Regions from separate parts of the Hordeum vulgare genome. Here all the other regions are linked to region 1. A link is a contact called in public Hi-C data. All regions are on one chromosome and are shown on one strand. Each heading gives the region's core, a stretch centred on a gene start, on an enhancer-like site or on the middle of the called end of the contact. The rest is flanking DNA. Distances are from core to core; before and after follow the strand shown. Region 1 holds the start of LOC123444270 (calcium-dependent protein kinase 2). Region 2 holds the start of LOC123444215 (F-box protein At5g46170-like). Region 3 holds the start of LOC123444171 (histone-lysine N-methyltransferase, H3 lysine-9 specific SUVH1-like).

Evidence for each region. A called contact is a pair of places that touch in the nucleus more often than the background predicts.
Region 2: a contact with region 1 is called in a Hi-C map of leaf, with 5 times the contacts expected there. The contact joins the promoter of LOC123444215 here to the promoter of LOC123444270 in region 1. A contact is called at or near these places in 4 of 6 Hi-C or Micro-C datasets (leaf and seedling) and 1 of 1 datasets of contacts at active chromatin or transcription factors (embryo).
Region 3: a Hi-C map of seedling shows a contact between it and region 1, with 4 times the contacts expected there. The contact joins the promoter of LOC123444171 here to the promoter of LOC123444270 in region 1. A contact is called at or near these places in 1 of 6 Hi-C or Micro-C datasets (seedling) and 1 of 1 datasets of contacts at active chromatin or transcription factors (embryo).

What each region holds. Positions count from the first base shown.
Region 1 is chr1H:449,210,002-449,213,628 of MorexV3_pseudomolecules_assembly, reverse strand. It overlaps LOC123444270 (calcium-dependent protein kinase 2), which reads right to left and starts at 2,000. Exons shown (of 8, transcript XM_045120951.1): 1 at 219-2,000. The coding sequence starts at 1,883. LOC123444263 (60S ribosomal protein L30) reads left to right here and starts at 2,174. Exons shown (of 5, transcript XM_045120940.1): 1 at 2,174-2,284; 2 at 2,406-2,511. The coding sequence starts at 2,264.
Region 2 is chr1H:448,916,479-448,920,230 of MorexV3_pseudomolecules_assembly, reverse strand. It overlaps LOC123444215 (F-box protein At5g46170-like), which reads right to left and starts at 2,077. Exons shown (of 1, transcript XM_045120872.1): 1 at 841-2,077. The coding sequence starts at 2,064. The coding sequence ends at 1,003.
Region 3 is chr1H:448,762,192-448,766,024 of MorexV3_pseudomolecules_assembly, reverse strand. It overlaps LOC123444171 (histone-lysine N-methyltransferase, H3 lysine-9 specific SUVH1-like), which reads right to left and starts at 2,278. Exons shown (of 3, transcript XM_045120810.1): 1 at 2,123-2,278; 2 at 1-1,083. The coding sequence starts at 1,063.

The DNA.
Region 1 (3,627 bases), core at 751-3,250:
TCCTCAGACCTGGATCTCTTGCCGGTCTTGAGCTTCTTGCGTTTCAACTTCATGTCACCATCTGTTTCTTCTTGTTCACTTGTTGGCTTATCTTTCTGTGGCCTCTCAGAACTAGGGCCTTCTCCAGACTTAGATTTCTTGTGAGCTTTGACCTTCTTGCCTTCTATCTTCTGTCCTCCAAGGATCAAATCTTTGCTCAGCTTCTTATGATGAGTCACGCGCCATTCGTCCTCCCTATATGGCGCTAGCTTCTTCATGGATACATATTGGTTCAGATCCCTGTCATCTGATTGCAATATCTCGTACGTCTCCAGGCCAAAACTGTTTGGCTGAACTTGCCTGTACTTGAACCGTGTCTTCAGATCTCCAATGGTGTCCTCATAGTCGAGCTTATAATACTCGTCAAGCTCCTTCTCAAGCTCCACCTTGTCCTTGAGAGAGATCTTCCCCTTCCTTTTCTCGCCTTCCTCCTCACCATTTGCAAGCTCCTTATTTTTCTTCTCCTTTTTCTTCTTCTTCTTCTCACCAGTGGAAGTAGACCCTTCTTTACCATCAAGAGACCAATCTTTAGGTAGCCCAAGCAATTCATCTTCCTTGTCAAAATCAGGTTTAACCAAATCCAAATCATCTCCACTTCCAAACTCAGGATCAACCTCATCAGCACCATAGTAGTTTTCATCAAACATCTCCTGCATTTTCCTGTCATAATCCTCTGGATCAAAATCTTCCTCCAAGTCATCTGCACCAAGCTTACAAGCAGCTTCCCCTTCAATTCCAGCAATCATCCGGATTTTCTCAAGCTTCTCAGCAATCTCTTTCTTCTTCAAATTCTTGAGATGCTTCAGCTCCTCAGCCTGCTCCTGCTTGGCTCGTGCAAGCCGTTCCTCCTTGCTCTTGCGCTGCTTCTTTCTGCTGCTCTCCTTCTTCCTCACCGATCCCTCAACAACCCGGGGATGTCCCATTACCCGATCAGTCACCACTCCCTCTGAAGCTTCCACCTCCTCATGCCGGAAATTATATTTTCCCACCTTATTATATGTCTCCTCATAGTCCTCCTGCCTTTCGATCTCAACCTCTTCCTCTGATACCTCCTGGATATCATCCAGCGAGAACTTGTCGGGCACTGGTTCAAGGTAGGGCCTATTGAGGATGTAATTCTTCAAAAACTTCTCATTGTCATCCAGCTTCTCATCATCCCCAAAAACCTCACCCAACAGCTCTTCAGTTTGCTTCTCATCTTCATCCTCTTGGCTGTCGTCACCATCTCCGTCGGCCTGCTTGGCCATGAACAGATCGTCGTCCTCCTCGCCATCACCATCGCCCAATGCCTTCTTCTCCGCCTCAAGGAACTCCTTGAGCCCCTCCCTCTGGCGCTCGTCGTACGCAATCCTGTCATACTTGCTGCCGCGGCCAGTCTGCGCGGCGAACTCGGGGCCCTCCTCGAGCAGGTGCTGGGCGTTGACGTCCTTGAGGTACAGTGGGCGCTCCTTCTTGGCCTTCTTCCCCTCCTTGGGCTCCCCCTCGGCGTCGTCGTCCTCGTCCTCCGACGAGGACGAGTACACCTTGGCGTCCTTGTCGAAGATGGCGCTGTCGCCGGTGCGGATGCGGCGGATGACCTGGAGCACGCGGCGGTCGACGCGGCGGGAGGCTGCGGCGACGGCCTCGTCCTCATCCGACTCGTCGTCGTCGTCGTCGTCGGGGTCGGCGACGAGGCCCTTCTTCTTCTGCTCCTCGAGGCGATGCAGCGCCTCGCGCCGCTTGTTGTGCTCGTATTTGCGCGCGTACTCCTCGTTGATCTGGATCTTCGAGTTGTCCTCGGCGGGGACATCCGAGTCGTCGTCGGAGCCCGCGAGGATGTCCAGCGCCTTCCCCTTCCCCCTCATCTCCTCCGGCGACGGCTTGACTGCTGCTGCGGCGTGTGGCGGCGGCGGCGCTGCTCGTGCTAGGGTTTTTGCGACTGGAGAGTTGGAGACACACCACGTACGGGCTACGGATCAGCCAGCGCCATTTTTACGATCGTAGCAGACTGGCAGGACAGGCCCACCTCGTCAGCTCTACGCAACGGCCCATTGGGTTCATATCCGGCCCATGCAGGCCCAGTCCAGCCCAGCTCCGTCCCGGCAGTTTCAACCCCGCAGGCCGCAGCCGCACCTATATAGCCCCTGTCTCTAAACCCTAGCGAGCCCTCCATTTGCGTCTGCGCCGCCGCCTCCCCCGAAGCCATCCGCATCCCCACGCTCGCTCGCCGCGGCCGCCCGACGCGATGGCTCCCACCAAGAAGGCGGTACGAACCCTAATCGATCCCCGTCCGCCGCCACTCCTCCCATTTCGGCTCGATTTGTTCCTCTCCTTCCGGGAGATCTTCTCACTGATTTGCTTTTCAATCCATTGGGCGCGCTCTGCAGAAGAAGAGCGGGGAGAACATCAACAACAAGCTGCAGCTGGTGATGAAGAGCGGCAAGTACACGCTCGGCTACAAGACCGTCCTCAAGACGCTCCGCAGCTCCAAGGGTATAGACAGATCGGCTCTTCTCTTTTAACGGCTTTTTTTTGTCACTGTTGAATGATGCTTCGCTGTGGCTGATCTGCTGGTTCGTTACTTCTATGTATCTGATTGTCTAGAATAATTTGGGTTACGGTCTGTGTTAATTCCGAGATGCGTGATTACCTTGTGTAGAACGAAGTGGTAGTTAATTTATGTTTTGTGTCTATCAATTACTTGATGTACTCGGTGAAGTGTTGAGACTATTAGTTCCTATACTAGATATTCGGGACTGAAGTTTACCTCATTGGCTTGCTTTTGCTGTGCCTCGGAGATGAATACAGCGCCCTAGAACAAGTCACCTCCTAATTTGGACTTCTATGAGACCTCTTTAATGTCTAGTGGACCATGGAATGTTGAAATATTTTGGTTTGCTGGTACCAGTTTATACCTTGAGCCTTTTGTTGATAGATGCCGTAGTTTTTAGTTTGTAGGATGGGACTGAAGTTTACCTCATTCTGATCAATTTAGTTTGTAGGATGGGACTGAAGTTTACCTCGTTGGCTTGCTTTGGCTGTGCCTTAGAGATGAATACAGGGCCCTAGAACAAGCCAGCTCCTAATTTAGATTCTACACGACCTCTTTAATGTCTAGTGGATAGTGGGAGGATGAAATATTTATGTTTGTTGATAGCAGTTTTACTGCAGTTTGTCTTGTTGGCTTCACTTCTGTGTGCCTAAGAGGTAAATGCATTGTACGACAGCAATTACATCCTTGTTAGGTGTTTTGAATTGTTAAATTGATGCAGCAAGATGGAATTGCTTGCCATTTAGGTAATTCATAGGTATTTCTATAATTCTATTCCAGTGGTTCGTGCTTTCCTAATGATTTTTACTGTAATTTGTTATGTTAGAATATTGGATTGTAGAACGGGACTGAAATTTGGCTCCTTGGCATCTTTTGCCGCCATGGAGATGAATGCAGTGCCCTAGAATCATGTCAGCCTCTCTTTTAAAACTTATCCAAGATCTCCTTATCTGGGGTACAATGGGAGGATGCAATATTTTTTGTTATTTGCTGCAGAAGTTCTCTATTGTTTGATTGAAGTAGTTACATGGAATCACTCTGGGGCTCTGCCCTGTCAT
Region 2 (3,752 bases), core at 828-3,327, 290 kb after region 1:
CTTACTAACTGGATCATGATCCGAATTAAAGGTATGAGTTAAGTCTGTCTGCATCTTGTCATTAATGGCACGGCCAAGGATAATTGACTAGTGATAATTAATCTGACATTGCAATTGTTTTTACCAACGTAGTAGTACTTCACGAGCTAGATGAAGATGAGTAGAACTATATCCATGCAACCCAAAGGAGATGAGAGTAGGCGAGTAGCAGTAAACTAACTTATTAGCAAAGTCAACTTCAGGAAAGCATCGTCACAACTATAACTACAGGATCAAAATAAGGAAAGCATCCTCACAACTGTAACTACAGTATCAAAGTGAACACGCAAATCAAAATCAGGTGGCAGCTGTTCCCCTGCACGAATTTGCCAGTCAGCATCAGATTAGTCGTTTTCATTTCTTAATCCGAGACGGATAACATGTACCTGGAAGAAGAGTCTGGTCTCTATTAATGCCGCCTCGTGCTTCCTTGTATGAAACTGCTGTATATAGGTTTGGACCAGATTTCCTGGAAGCATAAGACAAGTTGTGAGGGAATTATTTTACCCCTGTAGTGGCACAAACACAAGCTCAAGCCAGTGATTGAATCTGAATCTGAAGCTCCCATACAGACACAATGGATAAATATACAAAGGGCAACCAACACTACATGTGGTTTCTCAGTCGCACAGGTCTTTTTACTTGATGTGGTTTGGCTAAGAAAAGGTAGAGGCGGAAAATGGCAAAATGCACATTGGGTTTTTAGGCATCTCATCTGGCAGAAGCAAAAATATAGACTGGTAAGGGTAAAAAGATCAGCTTTGCATTAATTAGAATGAAAAACACCAGGGAGGGGAGCGATGAGAAAATGTAGTAATTCGATATGATTTTTATATAACCAACCAAATGTCACCACCACTGTACAAAGAGCTAGTAACACACCAGACAACAAAGCACAGACTATTACACAGAACAGAAGTTAAAGCAGTGCAAGCAGATTCCCAGGAAGAACTCGGGGGATATCTAGAAGCCATTCATCTCCAGAAGGTATGTGCGCCTCTTCATCAGCGCCTTGGCAGCAAATTTGAACGGCCCATCAAATGCTCCAGAGATAAACGCGTCCGTTTCCTTGCGGCTGATATGGCCGCAATTGCTTCCCTCGGTGGAGGGCTTGATAGCAACTAGTGTGGCTCCCTGCAGCGCAATTCCTCCGGGCAGCTCAAGATATGGAGCATATTTGAGCTTCATGTTGCAGGCTGGGACATGGGTTCTGTTGGAGCATGCTGAGGCAGACAACTGGTTCTCTCTGAAGTCCTTGAGCTGCTCTGCTCCCATGGTGAGCGTGCCCTGGCCATCAGCATCGGTGAGCACCAGGCTCACAAGCGTGGGGTGTTCCTTGATGATTGACCGGAGAAGATAATGCCTCGTTGATGCTGCAATCAGGGAGCTGATTGTCCACACGACACGGAGCTTGAGCCCGCCATTGGTATAGAAAGACTCCGGCATGCTCCCGTTGTCCTCCGAGGATGGCTCGTGCTCTGCACCAACAGGCTTGCGGTCAACCCTGGTGCCCCCGAGGATGACACAGTTCTGGAGCGTGCTCCCGTACTCCGCCCGCCATTTCAGGAGCACCCCATCCTCAGTCCCGACATCCCCAGAAGGGAGCTCGATATGAAGGTTGCGTACGTGGGTGAAGCTCCGGAGCACCTGCGCCGGCGAGTGGTGCGCGAGCTGCGGGAAGAGCGGTCGCCCGGCGCCGCGCGCGTTGTGGAACGGCTTGATGATTGTGAAGAGCATCAGCTTGAGGAAGTGCGAGAGGATGTTCCGGGGCTTGGGCGACGACAGGTTGAGGGGGTCCTCGGCGTCGCCGTCGACGGCCACGACGTGGTCGATCTTGACGCAGACGTCGTGGACGAGCGGGACGAGCCCGTTGAAGCGCTTGGACGCGGCGGAGCAGCGGCCGAGGGAGCGCACGTCCTCCACCTTGTTGAGGATGAGCAGGACGATGGAATCCGGCAGGCAGTCGAAGCGGTCGTCCTCGAGCTCCAGCGCCGGGTCCGCGTGGATTCGGGCCTTGGGAAGCATCGCAGGGCCGGAGGGTCACGCCTTCTGCGCCGCCCGCCCAGCGGAAGAAAGAAACAGCACCGAGGTCGCCGGAGATGCCGAGAACAGGCCGCTCAACCTCGGTTCGCGCAATGGCAGCAACGGACCGCCAAATCCACCAACGGGGGCGAAACCTGAAGGAAACGAGACCAGGAACACCTCTAGTAAGAACGCAGACGAGAATGAAATGTCTCAAGGGATTAAAAGCAGCATGCGCCCTGAAACGAAGAACTGAGCAAGCCGAATCCACAACGGCACATACCTCGGTGGCGCCGGTCAGCACGGCCACGGCAGCCGCGCGCGGACCAACCAGCCGAGGCGAGCGAATCGAGCCCGAAGAGGAAGATACAATCGCCCAGAGCCCGCCCTCGCCGCCGGATCCGACGCCGTCGAGCACCTGGCGTGCAACCCGGCCAGGGAGGGACAGCCCGAGAAAGCCTCTCCCCGCCGCAATTCGACCGCAGCGCAGCTCCTCCGGCGAGCCGGCGCGCCCGCCAGCGAGCTCCGATTCGGCGGGTTCCCGGCGCCAATCCGGCGAGACCGGACTAGGGTTTATCGGAGGCGAGAAGGATTGGGGATATTTCCTCCCGGCGGCGGTTTTTTTTTTTCTTCCCTTGCCTCGTGCGGTCGCAGAGGAACGGCGAGGGGTGTGCTTCTGCTCTCCGGCACCACTCGACGGAGGGCGGCTTTTAATATCGCCCCGGACAGGAGGACGGAGGCGGTGGCGCCGTCAACACGTAACGGCTCCCCGCTGTTAAGCGGCGGCGGAGGTGGCGCGCGCGCCGTTTGGTTAAATCGGTAACGGCGGGGAGGGCCGTTGCCACCGCTCCACGTCAGCGGGGGGGAGGCGAGGGTTGGCGAGGGTGATGTAGCGAACGTTCGCTGCCAAGGATGACATCTGCGAACGCTTTTTATGCTGGTTCTTCGTAACACGAGTTTAAACAGAAAAAGGATCATTTCGAAGAACGCATGCCAGTTTCTGGCAACAAAAGATTTTGCTGTGAAAACTGTCGTGGGTTCGTTTGCGGGAGTTGCCCTGCTCCCGCCACTAAAATCGACGCGAAAAACCTCGTTTTGTCATGCGGCTCCAGCTGATGTTCGCTGGATAGCATTGATGTTTACATAAACATGTTATAAATGCTCACGCACCCATGATCACCTTCGAGACACTAAGCTGACAAATTGTTCCTGCGCCCGTGCATAACTTATATGCATATCATGTAAGTACTGAATTGCGAGATTTCCAACCAGCCATATGAGAAAGCTAAACTTTGGGCTTTCACGGTATAACCTCATGTGCTATTACTCCGATAATATTAGCGCACAAATGCCACCGTTTCAGCCTCCATGTCTTGCAAAGCTTTGAAATGGCCTCCTCAAGCATCTCCTTCTCGACTGAAAAGAAAAAAAGAGCTGTCCCTGCTAGGGCCAACGTCAAGCTCTGCCACTGCTCACACGACCAACATATCTCAATAACGCTCGGATTTTTTTATTTTTTTTACGGCAGCTCTTCTTGTTGACTGGTAGTACGTAGTATTCTCTCCGTTCCAAATTAACTGTCTTAACTTTATACTTCCTCCGTCCCAAAATAAGTGTCTTAAGCTTAGTATAATTTTATATTAAAGCTAGTATAAAGATGAGACAATTATTTTTGGACGGATGGAGTACTA
Region 3 (3,833 bases), core at 1,029-3,528, 450 kb after region 1:
TTCTCTCCTTCCAAGACTCCTGGATTCTATAGAGGCCATCGTATATGTATATTTTGCCAGCTAACGCAGCTGGATCTTTGAATCCCCGCACGACCCTTATCTCATTCTTCCTGTGCAAACTCCTCTCGAGAGCAAGGTTGCCCCTCTCAAGCTTCTGGTCGTGCCTCTCCTCGGTAATCCTACTGTTACCCCCTGAACCACTGTACACCAGCGTGTCTGTGTCATCATCATCATTCTCATAACCACCTGCCGCGACAATACATATTGCTACAGAATCCTCGCCATTTCCAAATTTAGCACTCATGTAATCAATGCCACCCATGCTTGGCGCGTGCAACCCGATGATGCATAGCTCCATCCTGAAATAGAAAATATCGCCTATTTCAACACCAGGAGCAGTCCCTACCCTCTTTCCCGCATTGGCCCTGATTTCACTGGCCATCATGATAGCGCCAGCTTTCAGGTCTGCACGTCTGCTAACGTCTTGCGTTTCATCCATCTGAAGATGTCTACGCCTGAGCGCCTCAAAGGTCATATGAACTGCTTCCACAGCCTCCCTAGGAGTACTATATGAAGTTGGCAGAAAAGCGAGCAGCTTGCCGGCAACATGATTCTTGTAGATAGGCTTAGGGTGCTTGAACTTAACTCCATTTGAGCCATCAGCAGCCAAATCAGCTGGCCTCTTAGCCTTGCGTTCAGATGCCGAAGTCTGAGCAACCGAATAAGGTTCATCGTCATCATTAAGTGGTGTAACTCCAGATGGTCTCGTCTTGTATGCTGAGACAGGTGTAACATCAATGGGCACATTAGCACTTGTGCCTGCAGGCGAAAAAGTATTCGCAGTAGCACTGAAGGAGGCGAATGGTCCAAAGGCAGGAAGGCTCCCAGCACCAAATCCTGTAGGAAACTGGCCAACCGGAGTCACAACGACCAACGGTGGCGTGCTTGACTGGTTAATGTTGACTCCCATGGGTGCAGGGAACATTGGAGCTAAAGACCTTAATGGCTTGGCATCCAGAAGCTCCTGATTAGGGCCAGGCATGAAATTCCTAGCCCTGTCCATGTTAAATCAACCAAAAATTCCTGCACAAGGAAGGAAAAACCTTAGCGGACTATACAGTAACAAAATCATAGAGGAGTAAGCAGCGCTTAGTGAATCCTGAAGCATGGTTGCACCCTTGGAAAAGTACCGCATGCGACTACAACCAGCATGAAAGTAAAACACCAAGCTAAAATCTTGCCTGCTTTTGTTACTCCTTTGATCTTCTCCAAACCAAATCAGAAACCACCTATAGTGAATCTAGAAGAATTGATGGGTGCCTTTGAGGACTACATTGGACAATTGCAGTTATCAACTAGATGAAGCATTTCCTTCTCAGCACTAAACAAGACGTAGCATTGAACCATTGTTACCAGGGTAAAACAGTACTAGCATATATCAGTAGCATTGATAAGCACCTTTCAAAGGTTCTAGACCGAGTTTTAGAGGTTGGAAATCTGGCTTTGTTGCAGATGCTACCTTTCTTAGGCATAGGGTGAAGAAACAGCTAGTTACCCGTCTGTCATTATGGATTGGCAGACTGTTGAAAAACTGTTTCCTTTTTCCTAGCCGATGTAAACAGTTGGTTGTAACTATTTATCTGTTTAGTAACGAAAATGGATGTACAGGTAGCATTGGCAAAGTAGTGCATTTGAAGAACCGAATTTTGATTCAAATCAGTCCACCTATCTAAAAGCAATGGTTTCATCTAGATACAAATAAATATATAGCGCAAAAAACTTCCACTTGGTATCTGCATTCTACTCCATAAACTTGTACGAACCGAGCACAGAGTTGCAATCCAAAAACTTGCGTCGACGCCCATGGCCAACAAAACATTTCTTATTTATTTACAGAGGTCCATCGGAACGGAGGGGGGGGGGGGGGGGGGGGGGGGGGGGGGGGGAGAAAGCGCTATTCGGCCCGACGGGGAGGCCCCGACCTTCGAACGGGGAGATGATAAGAAAAAAAGATGTTCCGGTTCGCGAGGCCGCGCGGAGTCCACGCCCCCCAAAATCGAGAAATGTGCGCGGCCGTGCGGGCATGCATGCGTCGGGAGGGGGAGGGGGGAGACGAGGGTACCTGCGCGGAGCGGGAAGCCGCCTCCGGGGGGACGAAGGAAGGGAGCCTGGCCGGCGCCGAAGCCGAGGCCGACAGCGAGCGATCTCTCCGACGGCGGGTCGGTCGAAGCGGCGCCCAGTGTCCCTGTGTGGGAGTGGGTTTAATCTGATTCTGGGGCTCCTCTCTGGTCCGGGCTCGGGGGTCATGCCGCGGATCCGACGGCCGAGGACGGCCCCCGCCTGCGCGTGGCGGCGTGGGCCCAGCGCCACCACCTGGCACCGCGAGGAAGAGAGAGAGAGACCGGAGTCGCGCGGGGTCCGAGGTAGGGAAGTGGTGGGTGGGTGGGTGGGTCTCGGCGCTTTCTCGGTCTTGTTTTCTTGCAGGATATGGTACCGAGGAAAAGGGGCCTTCTGGCACGTGGGGTCTCTCTCGCCCAACAAAAAACTTGGCATGACCTATGCAAGGGCATGACCAGAATTTTGGCAAGTTGTTGTTGTTTGGATCGTGGCCATTAAAATTCACTAAAATTTTGGCAGAAGTGACCTTTGTTTGGTTTGTCACCTGCTGGCATAATGACTATATACTCAAGAATATTTGAGGAAATATTTAGTTGCATCTATCTCGTACTCACTCTGTATCTAAATATTTATAGTCGAAAATTCCCCTCAACTATAAGTATTTAAGCACAGGAAAAGTACAATCGATTAGAAGGTAACCTGAAAAAATAGATGTGGTCAATCAGGAAAAAAGAAAGTTGCCAAAAGAATCACACGCCAGCCCTTGGGGCGTTTAATCTTGCACAGCACCATACAACAGGTCTACTTTTTCAAGGATATATAAGTTGCATGCAGCTTTTAGGCCCTGTTTGGAACCATAATAGATTATGATAATCTGGATTATGAACATAGATTATATAATCTGGTTTATAAAAATAATTCAGGTGGGTATGTTTGGAGGCCAGATTATATAAACTGTAAACCAGCTTTTAAATTATACAATGACATGTTTGCCCTTTGTTTACAAGGAAAAATAGAAAAGTGGCTGTGGCACTGCGTAATTCTCTTGAAGTTTACAAGGGTAACACGTCATTTGTAATCCATAATCTTATTTTAGCTGGGGTAGAGCAGATTATGAGATTATAATAATCTGGTCATCTAGTTTATAAAAACTACAATATAAACTGTCCTGTTTGAAAATACAATAGATTATAAAAACCAGATTATATAATCTGGGTGGTTCCAAACAAGGTCTTAATCACCCCGGACCCACGTATATTTTTGAATGAGGAGCGCCGGTGCCCTGTGATTTGTTACAACTAACATAATCAATTCTTCCTAAGAAAACATAATCAGTGGAGCTAAGTCTGCATATCCCAGCAGAACTCGAGTTGACGATGGCAGCACCAGATTTGGCAAATATGATCAAGCAGGGCAGATTACTTTCCTTCCCGACTGTAAAGACATTAGACATTAGACCCTGACTATTAGAGATCGCAATCCATCTAGCTGATTGTTTTCAAACCTCCGATGGTAGGATTGATATACCACATTCCCAGGGATTTGAAAGGGGTGGCTCGCAACCGTGCCCAACAGAGTATGAAGCAGAGTTTGAACGGCAGTCCTTCCTTTAACTCTTGTAATTCAGCTCATGGTGCTTCTCAGTGTCCTATGCTTTCAAATCTAGGAAACTTCTACGAGGGTTTCAAAATCATATCCGTTCTTTGAAAGTAATC